2 separate regions of the Zea mays genome follow, and region 1 is linked to region 2. A link is a contact called in public Hi-C data. All regions are on one chromosome and are shown on one strand. The core of a region is the stretch at or near the end of the contact, and the rest is flanking DNA. Distances in the headings are between cores, read along the strand shown. Region 1 has its middle 4.9 kb from the start of LOC103631519. Region 2 holds the start of LOC100191417 (Pentatricopeptide repeat-containing protein).

Region 1 (3,087 bases), core at 518-3,017, 260 kb before region 2:
GTATCTCCTGGAGTTGCTGAGGGTAAGGCATGTGCAGCTGCTGATCTTAGCTCATGGATAGCTTCTAAAGAAGCTGGGTCTCAAAATGATATTAACAATGACAGGCCGAAAACTTCTCTGTGCCATGCTGATTCCATGAAAATAAAAGTTAGTGATGAACTACCAGTGAAGCAATGGACATACTGTGATCATATGTCTGATTTACACAGTTCTTTCACATCTGCAAATAATGATATAGCCAAAGAAATGAATGAAGTGCTATTTAAATCATTGCCTGCTGATACATCTGCCCTTGATTTGTTGGCATCAAGTGATCTTCTTAGCCAACGGAAGATTGATTTGATTGGCAAAGAAAGACTTGGAGTACGTAAAACCAGGCTGAGGTTGAAAGAGCAGATTCTTACAATGAAGTTCAAGGCATATCGTCACTTGTGGAAAGAGGATGTACTCATGTACGGCTACTTTCTGCAAAGAAACAGCGATTGAAATCTAATAAGCGCATTGATCAGAATAACCGAACATCTCAAATTGGATCTCAGAGGCAACGTTTTTCTAACCGTTCACGATTAGCCATGCCTGGTCAGTATTATTTCCATTTTATATCAAAATTTGTTTTAAACTAATTCAGTGAACAACAGCTCTAGATGTGGGTGTCAAAACAAACTATCTTCCATGTTGGTTTATCAATGATCAAGTCTTGATTTTTTGGCGAAGTGCAGGACGCCGGCGAAGTGCAGCTCTAGATGTCGGCGAAGTGCAGGACACCGGTGAGTCGGTGCTTCTCAACGTGCGCGAGCTCGGCGTTCTGCTGCACGTGAGCCTCGGCGTCGGCGGCGTTGAAGTTGTCCTCGGGCTTGAAGGCGAGGTGCATGTACATGACGCCGGTGCTGCGGAGCACCTCGGCGGTGGCGGGCGCGTCGGTGGCGGGCTCGACGACGACCCAAACGACGGGTTCACCTCTCGATTATGTGTGTCCTTGATCTAACATGTAGCTCTCATGATATATACAAACCGTAGCAATGTGCAAGTATTGTACTATCATATATAAAAGTTTGTATGATATTAAAGGTTGCAATGTAGTGGTCCCGTTGCAACGCACGGGCATTCACCTAGTGATATATATAAAAGCATATCATGTATGTCATTATCATTATAGAATGATCTATAGCTTCTAAATAAATTTTATAGAAAGTGTGAATCAAAATAGAAATGAAGACAATTTTGTTCTGGTTTTACACGAACGTTTAGCAACCTGGCAACCTACGTCTTCATCTTATCGCGTTGCATTGCACGGGACGGGAATGCGATTTCTTTCTATGAAAGTAAAAAAGAAAAAAGGGCAGCAGCGCCGGTGTCGGGCTAGGGCCCCGTCCGGCCGATCGCGACCACGGAAGCGGTGAGCCAGGTCACACGGCGGAACGCCACAAATTTTAGTCCCGGTCCAGCTTGACGCGCACACACACGAGCGCAACGAGCGACACCGACGTCTCGTCGCGTCCGCACGGCGCGATCAACATGCGGAGGATTCGGCGTGCACCGCCCGTATGGTCTCGTCCCCTCGATCAAGGCCGGCGCTGGATCCAGGGGCGAGCCTCGGGACCAGCGGAAAGACACCAAGCAGGTCCGTGCGCGCCGAATCTGCCACGTCCGGCAGTCGCGCCGGAAAAGCGGGAAGGTCCCGGTGTCCGATCGGGATGGGACCGGCGCGCACCAGCGGCGACCAGACCAGACCAGACCACCCGAGCGCACCACACCGCCGGCCCGTGACGCTCGTCCTGTGTACGTACACTTGTAAAGGTGAAGTAGGCGCGTGTCCGGTTCTAATGATTGATGGGTGAGAGCGCCTGAGCTTGTGAACGGGACGACGGCACCGGCGGATCGGGATGACAGCAAACGGACCAGCGCACCAGCCTTCCTGCATGCCGGTACTGCTTGCTTGGTGCCCTTGGTCGCTGTCGCGCACATGCCGTCACGCACACCGACTGAGTGATAGTACCAGTAACTGATGATGCCTTTAGCAGCAAATCTAATTTGGTCATGCACTCAGCACCTCCTCGGTTATGCATAATTGTTGAATGATTGCTTCATAGGGTTGCAAACGGGTTTGATACCGTAACCGTAAGGATACCATCATTATTATATTTGTTTTTATTTTTCTATTTAGATTTAGATATAATACGGTAGTATTAGCTATGAAAGTACATCAATATCATAGACTCCGTTCTCGAATATTTGTCGTTCGCTAGTTTATTTTTAAACTAAGATACAACAATTAAAAAAAGAATGGAGAGAGCAGTATTTAAGTATTTTCGATAGTGATACAATACCGGATGTTGAATATTCGAACTCAGGTGACGGATCGATCTGAACTACTCGACGGCATTCATTCATAGTTTAAATAGTCAGAAAATATTGGTCGGGGTGTCCTACTCAGACGGTCAGATCACAAATCATGACAACCAGTATATAATGCCTTGCCACCAGTAGAACATGATCGGATCCCATGTTGAGTTCTTCAGCATTTCGAGATAAGATTTGACACACTATTGAATAATAATAAATCTAAGATAGCTGCCACATGAGTCATAGACATCATCTTTTTCTCCTGAATACCTGGTGGGACGGTCGGACCAGACAAAGGTCCGGTTATCTGACGACCGACCGACCTGCCTAACCCTGAATGTAGATGACCGCTTGGCTAGCACAGCTGATCCATGCGGTATGGGCAACAAGCCAAACCTATACGGCCGGGTGTCTGTCAGTTGGCAGGTTGAGCTCGATCGTTTCATTTTAATTGAGGTTTAGGACAGTAAGGTACAAGCCGGTCAGTTTTGTCTCCGCAACCAGGATGATATGCATAGTTGTTATGACATATATATCTCTATATCTATTAAACCACCAGTTTCAATGATCGTTCTGCGTCATCTTTTTTTTTACAAATAAATCATCACATCTATTTCAAATACATTCATCCCCTCCGCGCAACCAACCTCCACGTCTTAAACCAAACCTCCACATATAGATGCCCAAACGCTGACCGTGTCGGGCCGGCCCGTTAGACCATCGGTCCATTTGGTTAAGTCATCG
Region 2 (2,921 bases), core at 228-2,727:
AATAAAAGGAAACAAACGGGACCTAACAGAAAAAGCTAAGCCTATGCTCATGCTGAAACTACCATTCATTCTTTCTTCCACTATTGTATACTCGTACTATGTTCTCTTTACCCATCAATTTAATGCATGTACTGCAGTGAAGTGTGTGCCCCAACAGAGTAGATTTTGATCAAACACTTCAGACTCTATTGCCCAGTATGTGGAATCTATCAGCATCTAATTCAACTGAACTATATCCAGGAAGCTTGTTGACTTTAAGTTCTTTCATGAATCCTCTTATTGTCTCTGCGTCACTATACCTCCCAGCATCTGAATATATGTTTGCCAAGCTCATATAGTAGCCGCTCTTTCCAGGAGACATGCCCATCAATCTCTTGGAAACCCATTCAGCAGACTCCATTTCTCCATGCACTCGGCAGGCTGCAAGTACACCTCCAAGCATGGCCTCGTCGGGCTCACAAGGCATTTCCTCTATGAGCTTCATAGCCTCGACAACATGCCCTGCTCTCCCAAGCATGTCAGCCATACAAGAGTAATGTTTCAGTTCAGGCTCAATGCCCGACAGTTTCATCCCCTTGAAGATAGCATATCCTTTGTCCACCATGCCAGAATGTGCACAAGCTGACAATGCCCCAAGAAAAGTGACTGAGTTCGGTCGGATTCCTTCGGCTGACATTCTATCGAAGAGTCCCAATGCAACATCAGAACGCCCATTCAAACCATGACCAAGGATCAGCGCACTCCACGAGATAACATCCCGCCTAGGCATCCCAACAAACACCCTCTGGGCGAATGCAAAGTCCCCACACTTGACGTACATGTCCACAAGTGCGTTCCCAAGGGGCAATGGCATCCCTAGGAACCTCCGGATACAGCAGCCGTGCACACTCCTTCCATGGCGGCGCCACCCAAGCTGTCCACAAGCGAGCAGCAGGCTGATCATGACCACCGCATCCAGCTCCATCCCTGCTGCCACCATGCTACCAAAGAACCGCATAGCCGCGTCCGGTTCCCCACCCTGCGCGTAGGCGGACAGCATAGAAGTCCAGAGGACAGCATCCCGCTCGCGCATTCCATCGAACAGCCTCCGCGCGTCGGGGAGGTTCGACAGGCCAGCGTAACAAAGGACGAGCGCAGACGCCACGAAAAGGTTTTCCTGGGCCCCGAGTTTGACGGCGAGCGCGTGGGAGGTGGAAGCTAGGCCCGCGGCGCCAGTGAGAGTGCAGGAGCGGAGCACGGGTGGCAGGGTGAAGTGGTCCGGCGGGATGCCCCGCGCGAGCATGTCCCGGAACGTGCAGAGCGCTTGCGCAGGGCGGCCGGAGCGCGCAAGCGACGCGAGGAGGGAGTTCAAGGAGGCAAGCGTGGTAGCGGGGCCAGGCGGCATCCGGCGCTGTTAGCGATTGCCTGCTGGGTGCTGCTTGCAACGCACCAGGGACCGCCGTCTCGCCTGCCGCGCGGCAGGGAGGTGAGCTACGCCGCCTACGCCTACGCGTTTAGCGACGAGAAGTGGACGTGGACCTATCTGCGAATTGCGACTGGGCTGGAGTTATTTGAGTGTGTAACAATCTCGTCCCGCGGCTTCGCCACTATATTACTCCGCGGCTGCGCATCGCCAATTTAGTATTATGCAGCACATATCTACGTCATATTAGGACTGTTATTCTCCCGAGCTCTGTTACCGTCTATGAACTATGGTAAAAGTCAAGTTTGTCCCTGCCGTAACCACGACGCAAGCAGCCCCTCCCCTGCTCCTCCTATCATCTTCCCCCAGGCGAGCTCCACCAGCTGGATCTCCAGGGAGCCCCTGCGACCTTGGTCATGGCCGACCTCCACTTCTCCCTTGGCAGGCGCTGCCCTCCTCTGGTCCGAGCTCGAGCAGGTGAGCTCGCCCCATGGCCTCGGCTCCTAGCTTGGCCCCTTGCTCCCTCAAGCCGGCAAACAGGCGCCCCTTCCCTGCTACAGCCGAGGCCCCTTCTCTTCCTCGTTCCTCCCCATCCGAGCAGCCTCCTCTTTGTGGGTGGAGCACAGCTCCTTCCCCTTCGCCCTTCCTCCCTCTCTCAGGCCTCCCTCGCCCACAGAGTCAGAGCGGAAGCCGCCGAGCTCGGAGCCCAGCACGCTGCACGCCGCCGCCGGCCATGTCGGTGGATACGGAGCGGAGCTCCACCGAGTCGTCCGCGGCCTCCAGGCTCGGCTACGAGGACACCACGCTCGCCCTCACCCTCCGCCTCCCGGGCTCCGACTCCGACCGTTCCTCCTCGCTCGCCGCGCCCTCCGACGCTGCGCCGTCACCCAAGGCGCGGGTGGTGGGGTGGCCGCCGGTGAGGTCGTACCGCAAGAACGCGCTCGCCGACTCCAGCAAGGCCAGCCGCGCAGCCAATTTCGTGAAGGTGGTCGTCGACGGCGCGGCCTACCTGCGGAAGGTGGACCTCCAGGCGGGTGGCAGTGCAGACGAGGTTACAGACGGCGGCGCGGGCACCTGCTGCTGGCAGACGGGGTCGCGGGCTCCTGCTGGCAGACGGCGGCGCGGGCAGATGTTGGCAGACAGCGGCGCTGGCACCTGGTGGCAGACGCCGGCGTGGTCACCTTAAGGCAGACGGCGGCGTGGGCAATAGATGAGTAGTCGCAATAGAGAATGGACTCAAACGGCTAGGGGTAGATTAGGACGAAGGGGTACATAAACTTCATCAACCGCAAGAAAACACACGGTAACAGAGCAGGGGAGAACAACAGTCCCAATATGGCGCGGATATGTGCTGCATAATACCAAATTGGCGATGCGCAGCTGCGGAGTAATATAGTGGCGAAGCCGCGCGACGAGATTGTTACAAACTCAAATAACTCACTGGGCTGAGAGCGTGGCGGGGCTCGCTGTTCGAGGCCTAAGTTTTATTTTAAAAACTAGTCTATCTTCCGTACAAACT

Evidence for each region. A called contact is a pair of places that touch in the nucleus more often than the background predicts.
Region 1: a contact with region 2 is called in a Hi-C map of bundle sheath, with 2.0 times the contacts expected there. The contact joins the enhancer-like site here to the promoter of LOC100191417 in region 2. A contact is called at or near these places in 2 of 25 Hi-C or Micro-C datasets (bundle sheath and tassel).

The regions. Positions count from the first base shown.
Region 1 is chr6:157,850,236-157,853,322 of Zm-B73-REFERENCE-NAM-5.0, reverse strand. No RefSeq gene overlaps it. Among protein-coding and RNA genes, the nearest start is that of LOC103631519, 4.9 kb to the left of the region's middle. Within about 2 kb of position 1,767, at least 19 of the 20 cell types and tissues checked have an H3K27ac peak or open chromatin away from gene starts, as enhancers often do. A contact at or near this core is called in bundle sheath and tassel, where this site is marked.
Region 2 is chr6:157,594,997-157,597,917 of Zm-B73-REFERENCE-NAM-5.0, reverse strand. It overlaps LOC100191417 (Pentatricopeptide repeat-containing protein), which reads right to left and starts at 1,477. Exons shown (of 1, transcript NM_001136851.2): 1 at 1-1,477. The coding sequence starts at 1,384. The coding sequence ends at 179. It overlaps LOC103631518 (auxin-responsive protein IAA1), which reads left to right and starts at 2,067. Exons shown (of 1, transcript XM_008652412.2): 1 at 2,067-2,588. The coding sequence starts at 2,136. The coding sequence ends at 2,588.